Linked DNA regions of Rattus norvegicus: region 1 is linked to region 2. Evidence: chromatin contacts called from public Hi-C data. All regions are on one chromosome and are shown on one strand. Each heading gives the region's core, a stretch centred on a gene start, on an enhancer-like site or on the middle of the called end of the contact. The rest is flanking DNA. Distances are from core to core; before and after follow the strand shown. Region 1 overlaps Pakap (paralemmin A kinase anchor protein). Region 2 has its middle 43 kb from the start of Pakap.

The links. A called contact is a pair of places that touch in the nucleus more often than the background predicts.
Region 1: a Hi-C map of the Rat2 cell line shows a contact between it and region 2, with 2.6 times the contacts expected there. The contact joins two enhancer-like sites. A contact is called at or near these places in 2 of 12 Hi-C or Micro-C datasets (the Rat2 cell line and liver).

The regions. Positions count from the first base shown.
Region 1 is chr5:77,429,421-77,432,120 of GRCr8, reverse strand. It overlaps Pakap (paralemmin A kinase anchor protein), which reads right to left. Exons shown (of 5, transcript NM_001309260.1): 3 at 1,985-2,163. Among named protein-coding and RNA genes, the nearest start is that of Pakap, 31 kb to the right of the region's middle. Within about 2 kb of position 1,265, at least 11 of the 93 cell types and tissues checked have an H3K27ac peak or open chromatin away from gene starts, as enhancers often do.
Region 2 is chr5:77,355,285-77,357,984 of GRCr8, reverse strand. It overlaps a transcript of Pakap not described here. Among named protein-coding and RNA genes, the nearest start is that of Pakap, 43 kb to the left of the region's middle. Within about 2 kb of position 1,309, at least 3 of the 93 cell types and tissues checked have an H3K27ac peak or open chromatin away from gene starts, as enhancers often do.

The DNA.
Region 1 (2,700 bases), core at 16-2,515, 74 kb before region 2:
TCCATAACCACCACCAAGCAACCCATCCTCTTCTTCTTATCCTTCTGGTATCAGAGACAGGGGAAATGGAGACAGGGCTAGGGACAGCTGGGGGAAACGAAGCTTGTTCTCTACACAGAGCCGTGGAACCCTATATTAAAAGGGCTGGGAGACAGGCTAGCAGGTGGCTTGGAATCATTTCTGTCCATATAATTTCTCAAGGAGCAATATGAGTGTGGGATTTTGAGATTTAGGTCTCTATTGGAAAGGTGTGGGTAGGGATATAGGGGATTGGAGTTTGTCCTATCTCTAAAGCTCTTCAGCAATTGGCAGATTTTGTTCTATGGTGATTCTAGGAAAAGTTCAAAATACCCATCCTTCAAATAAAAATAAAAACAAATTGATTTACTAGTAGGTTTCTTCCTTAGCCAACATGTTTATTTACTTGGGTGAAATAGAAACAAGAAGCCATTAGCACTTGGAGAAAACTGGGCCTGGTTGGCATTCCTGAGTGTCAGAGTGGCATTCCTGAGTTTTCTGCCCATGACATGAGTGCCTCCTTCCACTATGTCCCAGGCAGCTTTGACCATATTATCTTCCTACTTCAGCTTCCCTGTGTCCAGAATTACAGGCCTGTACACCAGGCCTGGAAGTTACCCCCCCCCCTTAACATCTGCACTCCAGTGCAAAAAAGCACACACAACCAACACAGAATGCACTTGGAAAGCATTTACGTGGGGCACGACTGAATGGCCATGGCTCTTCGGCTAGAGTTCAGCAAAGCTGCTGAGAGTCACTGTTGAATCAAGGGGAGAGAAGAAAACCATATGCTTCGACTGCACTTCAGACTGCAACTAACAAAACCTAAAGGGGGACTCTACACCCCAAAGGGGCTGCTAACGTGATTTAGTAGACATTAAGCTACTGCTGGCACTGCCCAGGGAACCCAGTAGAACTGTCTGCAGCAGCTACCTAGGCCAGGGCTCCATCCACAGAGAAGCCCTTGGCCTCACAGCAGAGTTAAGTGAACGTTCCTTCATGATTAAGAAGAGGTGTGTGTGTGTGTGTGTGTGTGTGTGTGTGTGTGTGTGTGTGTGTGTGTCTTCCTTATCCCTCTAACTTCAGCATCTGGCATTCATCCCGGGAAACTCTAACTTGGGATTATCCAGCCAGGACATGAAAGTCACTGAGTTGGCAGGGACTTCCTACTGTGAACCTTGGAGCATTTGAACTGAGGGTAACTGCATAGCCTTTCCAAACTTGGAAGAGTGATGCTGTCATAAACACACAGGCCAACAGGCAGAAACTACGTAGTTTACCAATCCAAGCTATTTTTGACCTGAGTGTAATGGGGGAGTGTACTTTGGTAAAAGAGAAAAGACTAATGCCAGAGACTCTAGGCTGTTTGCACATAACCTGGGGCTGCCCCCCGAGGCTTGCAGGGACCATTCAGAACACCTCTTAAATCTCTTACTGGACAAGGAAACCACAGCAGACGACTTCCTTTCATGGGGCACACAACCAACCTGGATAGAGTTAGGAGGGTTGAAGGGAGAGGGTTCGTTGTGTGGCTTTTAGCTGTCGTTTAAAATGTGTCTTTCCTGTCCAACTATGCACACAAAGAACCCTAGACAGACTTAGTCTCTTGAGCAGACAAGGATTGATCACAGTGTAGATGTTGACACCTGAGGGCACTTCCAGAGTGAGCGCACTCTCTGCTGTATTGCCCGGGCACATCATCTTCCTCCCCCACCCCCAAACCCCATCTCATGGACCAGCCTTGCCCACCACCTCAAGCTTGGCTTAGGTGTCAAACAACCAGCTCTTGACAATAGATACTTCGTTCCCCAAGGCACATCAAACCACTCGTTTGAAAGTAGGTTTCAGAGTCATGAGGCAAGACAGGCAGATACATCACACACACATCCAGGTCTGAACCAGGACACAGGCACGCCACACGGAAGGTCACCCTCAGAAAAGAGAAAGGAAAGGAGGAAAAACTTACACTACTATCATCCATTCTCTCGCGCCTTTTAGATTTGTGTGTCTCATAGTCTTCCATGAGGGTCTGCATCAGGTTCTTGGGCCGCTGGGCTCCGGCAGCCTCTTCAGGGGCTAAGTCAGGCTGCAAGCTGGGACCTTCAGTTGTGGGGGATGGAGGAGGTTTGACTTTCTCTATTTTCCCTGAAACAACACGAAGAGAACACCCTTTCTAAGCTCATCTGCTCAGCACGCACTGCTTTTAGGAGGAGGAAAAACTGTCGCACTCGCATGCACACACACTTGCAAAATCAAGGGCAGAGCAGAGTCATGGTTAAGTCACAGGGTTTCGTTACAGGAACAGAGTGCAAAAGCCTGTTCAACGCACACCTCAGCGACACCAGAGCTAAAGAACCAGTTCACTCAAATACCCTGGCAGGCACTTTGCAACATGTCAGGCAGGCAGACAGACAGAAAGACAGACAGACAGACAGACAGACAGACAGACAGACAGACATTAGTTCCATGGTAGTGGAGACTAATTCTCTCAGATCGTATCATAAAGCTGTCAGAGTTGCAGCACTGTGGAGTCCAACTTCTCACAGGTGAGGAAACTGAGATTCTACAAAGGCCACCTGAAGCCAACAACGGTCCCCAGCACTCCCAGTATCCTCTGCTCTCTGCATCAGAGGTAACCGGCTATTAGCTGACCTGCCCTGGTATCTAGAAGTCTTTGAATGA
Region 2 (2,700 bases), core at 60-2,559:
TCCAAAATTAAATAAACGAGGGCACAATTAAGATAGGGCAGAGGGTAGAGTGCTTCCCTTGAAAGCCTGAGATCAGCATTTGAAACCCCAGATCCATATGAAAGTGAAAAGGACTGATCCCCAAGTGTTGACCTCTGACCTCCACCCATATAGGGTAGGTAGCACATGTACACCTCCCACACTAATTAAATAAAGACGTAAAAGAATGAACAAGAAGCTATTAAATCACCCCTAATATAGACCACCTGACTAAACGCCAGTGGACGTGTGTGTAGCCATTAAAGAACACGTACACACACTAAATAAATAAGTAAATAAATAGATAGTCCCTGGTTTCTCATGTACCAAGATAGGATGATCATATGCACCTGTAATCCCAGCACTGAGGAAGTGGAGGCAGGAGGACCATAAATCCAAGGTCATCCTTGGCTACATAATGAGGTTAGCCTGAGGTATATGAAACCCTGTCTCAATAGATTGACTTTAAAATTAGAACAGATATAATTTTGAGAAAAGAGCACATACCAAGCACGACAAACAATAACTCACGAATGAGAGCCATCTTTTAAAGTTCTCCACAAGGGGCTGGGGATTTAGCTCAGTGGTAGAGCGCTTGCCTAGGAAGCGCAAGGCCCTGGGTTCGGTCCCCAGCTCCAAAAAAAAGAACCAAAAAAAAATAAAAAAATAAAAATAAAGTTCTCCACAAAGTGGCAAAACTCCGGGCTGAGCTTTCTCTTCACCATTATCTTTACACTGTTTTTGTTGCTGTTCTTTTATTTTGTTCTGACACAGAGTTTTGCTACGCAGCCCAGGATGACTTCAGAGGTAGCATCCTCCTATCCTCCTGCCCCAGGCCCTTGAGTGCTTGACTGCAGGCCTCTGACACCATGCCTAGCTCTTTTTGTTTGTGTGTTTAAATCTACCTGTGATAGTGGGCAAGCACTTTTCAGAGTCAGGGAAGGAACAGATCACGTAAACATCTGAGTCAGACCACAGACACTTGGAGGAGCCAGCCTGATGCTTCACATCCATGGAATGTGCATGGAGGAGGACAGCTAATCTAAGCAGGCTGAGCTCTGTTTGCCGCAGCAGATTGGAATGACCTATCTCCTCAGGAGAACAGCACTGGTGCGGCATAGGACAGCGATGACCCCAGTGTCTTCCCATGATGATCTGATAGCTTTGCTGGTGCTCAGGAGATGTGGTGGTTTGAATAAAAATGGCCCCATAGCTAGTGGTACTATTAGGAGAAAGGCCTTGTTGGAGAAAGTGTGTCACTCGGGGGTGGGCTCTGAGGTCCCGCATGCTCAAGCCACACCCAGTGTGCCATTCACTTCCTTCTGCCTGTGGATGCAGATATAGAACTCTCAGATTCCTCTCCAGCACTGTTTGCCTGCATACTGCCATGCTTCTTGTCATGATGACAATGGATGAAACCTCTGAACCCCAGTTAAATGTTTTCCTTTACAGGAGTTGCTGTGGTCATGGTGTCTCTTCACTGCAATGGAAATCCCAACTAGGACAGGAGAACATTGCATTTCTCACAGTAATATTTTTACCTACCTATTTACAATTCTAAAAATTAGAATTTTACCAGGGAGTCGTTCAATCGGCAGTCTTTGCCCAGCATGAAGCCCTGGGCTCAGTCCCTGGTTTCTCATGTACCAAGATAGGATGATATATACATCTGTAATCCCAGCACTGAGGAAGTGGAGGCAGGAGGATCATAAATCCAAGGTCACCTTGGCTACATAATGAGTTAGAAGTTAGCCTGGGATATATGAGACCCTGTCTCAATAGATTAATTATAAAATTAGAAAATATTGTAAACATAATGCTCTCTTGTTTTTATTCAGTGACTATTTCCTTAAAACAGAACAAACAATACAAAAACAAAATAAAAACAAAACAAAACAAACAAAAACAAAAAACAAAGCCAGCTTCACTCTTGAGCAGATTCTAGTTCCCAAATTGTAGACCCCACACCACATGGGCCAATTCAGGGTCCCCAGTGCCATTCAGTTCTCATATCATGAACCTTTTCCAATGTTGTACCCTTTCTAGACTTTCTCTTACAGCTCATGACCACTGAACATCACAGCTATTTCATCAAGTGTCCCTAGCTTAAGATAATATAAAAGACAGAAAAATTTACAAGTGTGGTTGGAAAGATGAGAACAGCTATTGATCTCCAGAGGACTCAAGTTTATTCCCAAGTTTTATCTTCCAAGTTTACTTCCTAGCACTTGCATTGGGGTAGCGGGCGGGCGGGGGGGGGGGGGGGGGCGCTGATCACTGTAACTCCAGCTCCAGAGATCCAATGCCTTCTTCTGGCTTCTTAGGGCAATGTATTCATGTGCACACGCACACACACACCCACACACACACTTAAAATAAAAAAATAAGGCTGGAGAGATGGCTTTGTGGTTATGACTATTAGCTGCTCTTCCAGAGGACCCAGGTTCAATTCTCATCACTCAACGGGGCAGTACAACTGTCTACAACTCCAGTCCCAGGAGACTGCTATACTCAGACATGCAGGCAAAACACCCATACAAATAAAAGTAAATAAAATTTCAAAACATAATACAATAAAACGTAAAACATCTTTTAAAACTTTATAAGTAGAAATCAAGGCTCAGCAGTGAAGAGCACTGGCTACCCTTCCACAGGACCTGGGTTCAAGTCCCAGCACCCACA